2 separate regions of the Mus musculus genome follow, and region 1 is linked to region 2. Evidence: chromatin contacts called from public Hi-C data. All regions are on one chromosome and are shown on one strand. The core of a region is the stretch at or near the end of the contact, and the rest is flanking DNA. Distances in the headings are between cores, read along the strand shown. Region 1 holds the start of Rgl1 (ral guanine nucleotide dissociation stimulator,-like 1). Region 2 overlaps Colgalt2 (collagen beta(1-O)galactosyltransferase 2).

Region 1 (5,069 bases), core at 1,291-3,790, 210 kb after region 2:
TAGTGTTCACTGAGAAAGTGCCTAACTTTGCAGACTACATCTTCAATGTCACTAGCAACTTACCATCCCGGTCAACAGTGTCCTGATCCAAGCATAGTGGCAGGAAAATCCTGACTTAAGGCAGGTTGAGAAGGTCAATGCGGGGGTTGGGGGAGATCCAATGTCAGCAGCCACGGCTAAGGAAGATAGGGCTCCTGGCTTCCTGCCTTTGACTATGAGTCTTACAAGTCATATTGCCTCCGCTCCTCCCAGGAAGCCCCGTGCACTCCGCACTCATCTGGGAACACTGCTCCAAACCCTGTGTGCTCTGAAACTAAGGTTAGTAGGCTGCGATGCAAGCACACACTCCTCAGTGCTTTGAAGACCATTACCCACAAGTCCTGCCTCTCTTCAGACACCGCTATGTTCCTCCCTGTGTCATCTGTAACTACTCTCTCTCCACTCTCCCACATGTTCCTGATCCCACCGCCAGGCTCTCTGCCTTGCATAGTCCCTTCATTTGGGATGTGTTGAAAGATTCATTGGTCGAATTAAGAACTCACATGACCTTCCCCAATAGTTTATGGAAAGCAGATTTTTTCCGAGTGTCTGCCACCGACTCCATACTCTACAGGCAAAGCCCCAAGACTAAGTATATATCAGTCTACTCCCATTCTACAGAAAGGAGGTCACAATGGGAAACCTTGCCGCCCCTCAAAGGAAGCGGGTCTGAATGGCCTCTGAACTTCTGGGAGTGGGGACTGGGCTGTTGGCATCACTGTGTAAGGAGGAGAGAGAGAAAAGGTTATCTTCTGGGCACAGCGGTTTATGACACATGTAGAAGCTAGTAGTGCTCTCTGACCAGGTCTCTGTGTGTCTGTCCTCTTCTGCCACAACACCCCCAGCCTGTTTGCCAAATACCTCAAGATGTTTCCGGAAGGTTCTGAATTATTGACAGACTTAGGGAAGATGCTTAGGAAAACACAAGTCCTAAAACAGACCTGTCCAGCTAGAGCAAACACTTGGCCATCAGCAGTTTCCTTTTTAAGACTAAGGGGGAGAAAAAGGGGATGGGGGGGGCTACCTTGGCTAAATAATAATGATATTCACAGAAGAGCAAAGACACTGTTCCAAAGTTCAAGATCTCGGAAGCGCTACTCACCCCTAGCCATCTCGCTCCTTTATTGGCCGCCTGTTGAATCTGGACTCTTTTGAGGGTGACATGGTAAACAGCTCCTTCCTCTACCTCTTCACCCCAGTCCTGAATCGAGCTCTGCCAGGGACAGGATAAAAAGAAAGAAAAAGAGGGTCGTAGTGTGTGTTGTTGTTTTCTTCCCCCTTGGCTAACCACAATCTATCCCAGCTGCTTCCCTGCTTACAAAGGCTCTCCAAGCCTTTGAGTAAATCCTCCAAACAGAGCAACACAGGACACCCTGCAATAGGCAAGGCTGAGATTTTCTTGGCTGGCAGCCTTTTCCTGCGGTATCAGGAGCCTCCGACTTCTCCCTTCTCTGGTCAGTTACTTTTCCTAACCTAGCCACGTATCTTAAATCATCTTTTCAAGTTTTTTTTTTTCCTTCTTAAGGAAACTGTGGTTTAGTCCTGATCAACTCTGTCCACTTAAGTGAAAGGAAAAAATAACTCATTTGCAAAAACAAGAGTTTATACTTCTCAAAGTACACAAACATTTGAGCAATGTCGATGTTAAACTCCCTCAAACAAGTGTTTTAATACCAAGAGCCCTCTTTGGGAAGTGAAGTTGTACCTCTTTTTCTCCTCTTACTATTTTGAAACCCAAAAAAAAGTTATGTGGGGTATGGAAAGTTTTTATTTCCAGAAAGAAAAAAGGAAAAGAAAAGAAAAGAAAAGAAAAGAAAAGAAAAGAAAAGAAAAGCCCCTCTGGCAAGTGCCGAGAAAGCAAAACATCTTCATGCAGCTTCCACTGAAATTTACACAGCGACCCCCTGGATAGCCATGTCGCCAGCTAAACCTCGGATCTGTGTTAAAGGGCTGCCGCTGGGAAGCAGAGCGCGGCGCCGCTCCCCCAGACTGAGTTCTGTCCTTTCCAAGTTCTGCTCTCCTGACACGCATCTGCCTGTCCCAGACACCCCGCAGGCGATGCCTGAGAACACAGGCATCGTTTCTAGGGAGAAGAGGCACAGAGAGGGGAAGGACACAAAGCAGAATGAGAAAGCTCCTCTTAGAGAGTGGGGTCCGGGTGGCTCTGATCAGTTAGACAGTGCTCCAACAACCCGGCCCGAGAAAGCGGGAGATGGGACGAGTCCCCCAGCAGAGAAGCGTCAGGGGAAGGCGGGGAGCTGGCGTTACCATTTTAGCTTGCCAAAGTAATTTCATTCTCAGTTTTCTTTCCGGCACACGGACGCTGCATGGTGCGCCCTGCTCCGAGGCGGTCGGGGCGTCTCTCTGGCCCGGCTCCGGGTCCCCGCGCTTCCCACGCGCCTTGCTGCCCGACTGCCGCCGCCGCCGCCGCGCGCGACCGGGCCACAAAGGAGCGCCGGCCAGCGAGCAGGCAGCCCGGGAGCCCGCGGCAGCAGACTCCTCCCCGCCGCTCCGTGATGTCAGGCTTTCCTGTTTGTGCTTGTGAGCGCACTCTCCCTTTCGGAAGCCCCGCGGATCAAGGGAGCAAGCAATCGTTTCTCCAGCTCAGAGTGGTGGGGAAACGATGCTTTCAAGTAGACCGCTTCATCGGGGTTTCCTGGTGGCCACCAGGTGACAAAATAGAACCATGTGTGCCATGGGACATGTGCGCAGCCTCCGTCTGCTTTACTGAAGGAAACTGTTAGGGATTAGGGATTCTTGTGTGATCTGCTTGCTATTTGGAATTTACAGCAATTAAATCAGAGTCCCCTCGATTTGGGGGGAAGATTTTCATTAGGATAAAGTCAAAAGCTATCTGGGTATCTAAAAACCGTGCCCAGCGGCTCTACCCTGCCCCGCACCTGCAACTGCCTGGACTTGTTCCTACTGCCCACTCTTGTTTGTGGCTTTCTTGCTTTTTTTTTCTTTTTTTTAAACAAAAGGTGGTCCTGGCTAGCCTTGAACACTTAGAACTTTTCTGGCAATCCTCCTGCCTCTGTCTCTTGAGTGCTGAGATTACAGGCATGCATCAACTCCACCACCCAGTCTGATAAGGCTTACTGGCTACTGCTGGTGAGAGCAGAGAGTTTTGCAGGATCTGACAGTTTGTGACAGAGGCCATAAGTGGTCCTAGGGGTTTCTGGAGCCTCTGTGAGTAGCCATGGGGGGTGTGCACTGTGGGGACACAGAGGGATAATCACTGTAGGGAAAGCCTTTCAAAGGACAATGCTGAAAAGAATTTTATCTTAACACAATAGTCTGTGGGGGACAATACATTACACTTTAAAAGATCTAGTTTCAATAAATCAACAGCAAGAGATAGCCCATAGTCAGGTAGCCAAACTGTACCTGTCAGAACTCCACACCAATTACAAAAATGTCATGTTTTACACATGTCAAACTGAAAAGGACCTCCTCCAGATTGCTGTGCTGAGCTTTGGTTAGTACTGAATATACCATGAGCTGAAAAGTTAGGCAATCAGTGCACTGATGTCTCCAGAAGGGCATCAGAAATGACAGAGGCTACACCAAGCAAGCAAAGGATCTCTGCACACTGAAGGATGTCTTCAAGTCAGTCAAACGCTCCTCATAAAGACCCATGCTTCAGGAGTTCAAGACTGTAGAGAGAATGATCTTTTACAACCAAAGTGGATGTTTCTATAATTTAAATATTAAACACACATACACACACACACACACACACACACACACACACACACACACACACATTCCTTCTGCTGTGCTCAGTACTCAGAACAGAGTGTCCCAGGAGCCAGAGGGAAAACATGTGGCGGCCCTACCTCAGGCTTCTTATCTGCCTCAGGGCCCCAGGTCACACCTAGATGAGTCTCCTTGGTGATTCTGAAGACCTCAAGAGGCAGCCCAGGACAGATGAGCAACACTTCAGTTAATTTCACCACCGCTGTAACCTAATCTGTGCTGCAAGTTTTAAGACTGTTGAAAAACTTCTTCACAAAAGCAGTTTCTTCTCCAGAAATTCCTGGGAAAGGTGGCTTGGGCCTCACAAGCCTCTCAGGCTGTAGCTCTCCCTTCTTCTCATCCTATTGACTTGGGTTCTGGCTGTAAAGGGAATGACAACAGAACCCAGTTCAAGCCCAGCCTTCAAGCCCAGCCTTAAGAGTGGAAGTCAGAGTACATTTCCATGGCTTCCCTCCGATTTGCTTCCTTGGCTACAAAGTAGGACAAACCTCACAGAATTTCAGAAAGGGTTAAATAAAGAAATGTGCAAGTCACCTAGTGCACGGAGAGCTGTCCAGAAGGCTCCATTTTCTCCCTACTGCCCTTCCCCCTTAGGAGCTGTAGGCCGGAACTCCATGAAAGGCTGTCATGTCTGCAATGTACAGAAATCTGAAATGATGTCTTCCAAATTATATTCAAGCTCCAGAGAGACATGCCAAGAATGATTATTTGTGTTTGTTCCTGGGAAGGTGTGATTTTGTCACAATCCTTTTACGAAGGAAAGAAAAAGATGAAAACCAAATAGCTGGACTTATATGATCTAGAACTATCAAATGTTGAAGTCAACAAGGGCTTTTTCCACTTATTTTAAACTATTTCACTTAAAATGAGCGATAGGCCCCAAACACAGGATGCTGTGCACTGCTGCAGGGGACAGAAAAGGATAAAGATGGGCTGGAGCCTGCTCGGGACTCTGGGACTGATGGGGAAGTCTAGCAGTGAAGTGTCTGTGCTGTTCCTTTAGTGTGCTCCCTGGAGCCGAGCAGAGGAACACTCAACTGTGAACCTCTTTTCTTTAGCACTTTTAATCCAGGAAGAAAAAAAGTAAAGCTGTGGCTGAAAAAATTTTTTCACTTATAGGCAATGTAATCAATATTACCCTTTTGCTAGGGTTTTTGGATTAAAGTACTAGCTACAGCGTGAGGAGCATACGCCTATAACCCATTTATCCATCAGTGTGAATTGACTCAGCTAGTAAACACCTTACCCTAGACTCAGACCACCAAAAAACA
Region 2 (5,516 bases), core at 1,637-4,136:
TCCTCAGTATTTTAGGATCAGGTTGCAACAGTGTCCGTGTCCGCAGGTGACTGATGGTGACAGCTCTGCTCCTGGCTGGGTGTTCTGTCCATCAAAGACTAGATACAGATACGGCTCTGCTAAGTTATCTTCCGAATCTCAACAGAGTTTTCACGAAATCTATGCAAAGAGTGCTTAACGGAAAAGGAACTGCTGGCTGGCATTTGATCTGAGGAGAGGAGGAACGTGCCTCAGTCCGGGTCCCTGAGGGAAATATGAGGTGGCTCAGTCCCCTCTATAGATATGCCTCTGGAATGCATTTTGTGAGGACCAAGCCTCATTTTTGCCATGTGTTCATATACATAAAAGAAGCGCCCAACTCCTCCATGGTGCTCAAGGAATCCTTAGTTTAGAATGTAATGAGGCCTGTCTCTTACCAGATTCTTTAGTTCAGTCATATGATCCACCTTGTCTGTGCTTCCCAGTGATGTGCAGTTAAACCACTGGGTCTGATATTTATTCTTAGTAGTAGTAGTCAATTGTGTTCATTTACAATTTTCTTATGTGTACACTATACATTTTGGTTCCCCTCTCCCATTTCTTTCCTACCCCAGAGCTCCCTCCTCTTTGTAAATCTCTCTCCCTTAGTTACCAGCATGGATGGTGTTTACTATCCAGAATTCAATCAGAGTCTTCTGCATTTGGGACTGTCAAAGCTCAGTGGTCTCCAGTGGGTCCAGAGCTTCCCCTTCTCTAAGAATCCACAGATCAGCAGGATATGTGACAGAGCCTGGTGCATCCCTTCCTCCTGCTAACTGACCATCAGGATGGCCCCGCTTCTGTAGACCCAGTACCAGTGCGCACATCTGCCTTGACTTCCTAGTTGCCACGCGCATGTTCAGAAGATGGCCTCTCGCAGCAGTCCCTCTCCCCACCCTCTGGTTTTTATAAGCCGGTCTAATCTATATTTCAGTTCTGACAGAGAGTGAGAGGCACTCTGAAACACTCTGTCTGAGGGCCCTCAGCTCTGGTCTCGTTGAATTTCCTGAGTGCTATCTCCTTCCATCATCTCTGCCCTGCATCTGCTGTGCTTTGAGGTTTCCCACTGTGCTTTGCCTTGCTTTGGCAGGCTACAAGCACCTCTGTTTCTGTAGTTCCACCATCCAGACCCTAACTACAAAATTCCTCACCCCCTTGTCATGTTACTTGAGATGACATATTGAACTCCACCCAACTTTGTGTCATATTTTTTTTTGTCTGGACAAGGTCTCACTACATAGCCTTGGCTGGTTTGGAACTTGCTATATATACCAGGCTAGCCTTGAACTCAGAGATCTGCTTGCCCCTGCCTCCCAAGTCCTGGAATTTAAGGCACACACTATCATGCCCGTTTTATTTGCACTTGCATTTGAATTCCGTCCTAGTTTGGAGTTATCCCTATCTCGGCTCCCCCTTGCCTCAACTGATCATTCATATCTGTGTTGGAAAAGGGGGTGTTTAGCCTTTTAACACAAGTGAAATGCAGCTTTTATCAACAGCGGCAGCAAAAGCCAGAGCTCTGAAGAGAAGAAACACAGTGTGGAGAATGTTGTGAGAACAGCCTGCTCCCGAGCTGACAACTGGGGAAGCCATTGCAGCAGCACTAGGGATAACACACGTGCTTCGTGAGTGGACACGATGCAGATGTCCCGTTATAGTTGACAGTTTTTATTGCAAACAAAATAAGCAAGCAGAACTGGTCTCTAGAATGGTCCCTCTTTCACTGTGGTAAAGATATAAATGGAGGTGTGACATCTGCAGTTGTGACGGGAAACAGTTTGTGTGCTTGTTCTCTGTGAAGACTGCTGGTCAGCCCTGCAGGCCAGTGTACTCTGCTCAGTCCACTCCGTGGTGAGGGAAGTAGCTTTTTTATGAGATATACGGGTTAGAGAAGTGGCTCTCAACCTGTGGGCCACGACCCATTTGAGGGGGTGAATGATAATCCCCCCTTTCACGGGGATTGCTTACTATCATCCGATAACACATGACAACTCATCACTATTGCAAAATTACAGATATGAAGTAGCAACGGAAATAATTTTATGGTTGGGGGCCACCACACCATGAGGGACTGTAATAAAGGGTCACAGCATTGGAAGGTTGAGAACCACTGGGTGAGAAGACCCAGGTCCAGTCCCAAGAGGCTAATGAGCCATGGGAGAAGGTTTTACTTTACTCTGCTGCCATTACCTGGCCTGTGGGTTGGAGAGGTGGCTCAGTGGTTAAGAGCACTGACTGCTCTTCTGAAGCTCCCGAGTTCAAACCCCAGCAACCACATGGTGGCTCACAACCATCTGTAATAAGATCCGACACCCTCTTCTGCTGTGTCTGAAGACAGCTACAGTGTACTTACATATAATAAATAAATAAATCTTTACAAAAAACCAAACCAAACCAAAACAAAACAAACCAAAACAAAACAAAACTAAACTAAAACCCGGCCTGTGTCTCACTCTTCTGAGGCCAAAGTAGGAACACTATGAAGGGTCACTGTGACATGAAGCTGGGTAAGGCTGTCTTCCTTGCCAATGCCTGACTGTTAGGAACCGAAGAAAGTCAGAAGAAAGATATGGGAGTCCCTACCTTCTGATTCTGAGCCTCTATCCTGCAAGAGAAGGCAAAGAAAGAAGGAAAAGAATATTCTTTTTTTCAGGGTGTTCTCATTGGTGACCCTAACTTACCTGCGTGGGCTTTGGTCTCCAAAATCAACTCTTCCACTTCTGAACACCAGGGACTGAGAAGGCAGATCCCTTGGGCTATCAGAAGTGCCCTGAGAAAGCCCTGTTCCCTGGCTGCCTCCCTCAGCTCCCCTGCTCTTGGCTGCTTCTCTGACCCTCTCCAGCTGTAAGCCGTCTGCCTGCAGTCCTTACGGCCAGTGCCAGATGTTTGAGCTTCTGGATGTTTTAGGAGGTCTTGGTAACACTGAACTCTGGGGCCTAGGCGTGTTAAACAGACAATGTTTTTAGTGACTGTTTTTTATTCTGATCTCATAGCACGTGGGGCTCCACAGATGGGAGACAGCCATTTCTGCTCTGAAATAACGTCAGCTCTTGAAGCCTGGTCCCTCTTCTGAGTGTGTGAGATTTGATGTTTTGCTCATCTGTATAATACCTGTCAAGTTGCAGATAATGAATTGGCCTGGCATCCTGTGGCTCTGAGGGAAAGAGCAAATAGTTTCCCTGAGAGAGAGACACTTTGATGCTTTGATGTCAGTGGGCAAACAGCCTGCGAGTCTGCATTTCACTTTCTGAAATCATTTCTCCTTTTGAATCTTTGGAGTTTTCTTATTAATTAAATTTCACTCCTCACTAGCCTCTGAAATTAACTTCATTTTCCTTTCCAACTCTTTCCTTTTGTTTCCAAAGAGCTGTTTTCCCAAGCTATCCTTCATTGGTTTCTTTTACCCATATGGCTGCGTTTGGTGACGCTAGATCTCCTTTCACCCTCTTATCTGAAATGTCGGGGGGTGGGGAGCTATGTGCTCTGTTCACCTTGGAGAAAATGATTAGGATGTTTAAAAGTCCAGACAGATAATTCTTGTTTTCAGAAACTTCAAAAACAAATATTTATCCCTTTTCTCTTTGATCCCCAGGAAGGTAAAGGTTATGGATGGCTGCAGTCTGTAGTTAATTTCACAGTAGGTGGTAAAATCACACACTATCGTTTCCAAACCCCTGAATAATCAATTGTTAACAAATGAGGTCATTTTTTTTAGAAGAACTGCATATGTCATTGTCTCAAAAAAAGACGGGCTACAAGTCTTTCTGAGGACACGCTTCCAAACTCTTGTCTCACCTCTCAGCTTAGTCTGAGCATGGCCTTGATCCCACTTTGACCATTCCAAAAGCTCCACTGTGGCACACCTCCAGCAGTGAGAAAAAACAAAACCAGCAGCCTGTTAGTAACAAAAGAGATGATAGTAAACATTTTAATAATCTTTCAATTTATACTGCCACAAAGATATTCGTATTTCTTTGTGCATGTGTGTAGATACGTTCTCATGTGGAGCGTGCGTACACATGCGTGCATGCATGCCCTGTGTATGGAAGTCAGATGTTAATGTCTTCCTCTGTCTCTTCTCTGCATTTTTCTTTGTCTTCCTTGTTGGCTTGCTTGTTTGCTTTGAGGCAGGATCTCTCACTGAACCCAAAGCCTCCTGATTTCCCTGGTGTAGTCAGCCAGCTTGAAAGGAGAATTCCTCATCCCTGACCTGGAGGGGGCTGGCGTCACAGGCAGGCCACCACATCCAGCCTGCATCTACATGGAACTCCGGATCTCACCCTTGCATGTGAAGTACAGTATCCACTGGATCATTTTCCTGGCTCCAAATTTATATTCTTTCAGCCGCCTGCCCACTGGCTGTATACCAGTGAGTAACTGGCTGTATGTGAATATGCCAGTGAATAAAGTCTTATCTGCCGGGACTCCTGTACCCTCACCACTCCCTGGCATCCCTCCTGCGACCTCTCTCTTTTACTGACATTGGAGCTCGAACCTCACACAGATCTGCACTCAACTCGTATCCTTTCCTAAAGCACCAGGAGGGCTGGCTGGACTCAGTGACCACCTAGCTGGCAGCAGTTGAGGTTTTGGTGAGCTAATGGTTGCCTTCCACTTGCTTCTTTGACCATGTAGCAAAATCTATAAATAAAATAAAATAACAATCAGTGGTGCTTTCTATCCTGCTTTTCATAGTCACACAGACTTAATTTGAACACAGTCCCTTCGATGCCCCTGTTCCTTCAGTTGACACCACAACAAATATCTGGGTTAAAAAGACCTCTCAGATCGGCTCTGGGCTACCTAGCAGTGTCTTTGGGGTTTGCTTCAGTTCGCACTTAAATTCCAAACCTCAACTGGAGATGGTTGGACTCTTTTAAAACTCCCTATTGCTTTCGATTATTTGAGGCTTTAATTTTAAAATTAGGAATAATATCAGAAAACCATGAAGACTGATTGTTAAAAACAGCCTCTTTGGATTGAATATTTATTTTCTGTTTCCTGGTTCATCAGCTTTTATTTCCTAATATATCAATTAATGTAACAGAGAACTTCATCAGGTCTAAATATATATAGGTCAAGGTAACCAATTATTGAGTTAAAAAATTCCCTGTAAATGAAGTTATGTCCTGCATAAATCGTTAGCCTTGTCCAGGGGAAAGTCTCAATAAGTAATTATTTCAGACCAATGAGCTCATAGCTGTCTGCTTGGCAGAGTCCAGTTCTGGTTTCTTCATGAAGAAATAAGTGCCAGGTATTTCTATCTAAGTTTCTGCCCAAGCCTCACAATGCTACTTTAGACCCCAGGAAACTGAGATTTTTTCAGATCAAAGGCACTGGCTTCTCCTGCCTCTTGTACAGTGCTACCAAGAAGGGAATTAATGTTACAAGCCAAAAACCAGAGCAGAGAGAAATGGTTCATTTCTTCAGAAAGGATAATACATGGCTACAGTGACTGTGGAAGGGACATCAGCTGCTCAAATGGGAATGGTCAAATT

Evidence for each region. Hi-C and Micro-C count contacts between places; a contact is called where the count stands out from the background.
Region 1: a Hi-C map of uterus shows a contact between it and region 2. The contact joins the promoter of Rgl1 here to the enhancer-like site in region 2. A contact is called at or near these places in 3 of 484 Hi-C or Micro-C datasets (embryonic stem cells and uterus) and 1 of 115 datasets of contacts at active chromatin or transcription factors (embryonic stem cells).

What each region holds. Positions count from the first base shown.
Region 1 is chr1:152,622,677-152,627,745 of GRCm38.p6, forward strand. Rgl1 (ral guanine nucleotide dissociation stimulator,-like 1) reads right to left here and starts at 2,541. Exons shown (of 18, transcript NM_016846.4): 1 at 2,308-2,541; 2 at 1,142-1,252. The coding sequence starts at 2,334.
Region 2 is chr1:152,414,890-152,420,405 of GRCm38.p6, forward strand. All of the region lies in intron 1 of Colgalt2 (collagen beta(1-O)galactosyltransferase 2), which reads left to right. Among named protein-coding and RNA genes, the nearest start is that of Colgalt2, 18 kb to the left of the region's middle. Within about 2 kb of position 2,887, at least 28 of the 459 cell types and tissues checked have an H3K27ac peak or open chromatin away from gene starts, as enhancers often do. A contact at or near this core is called in uterus, where this site is marked.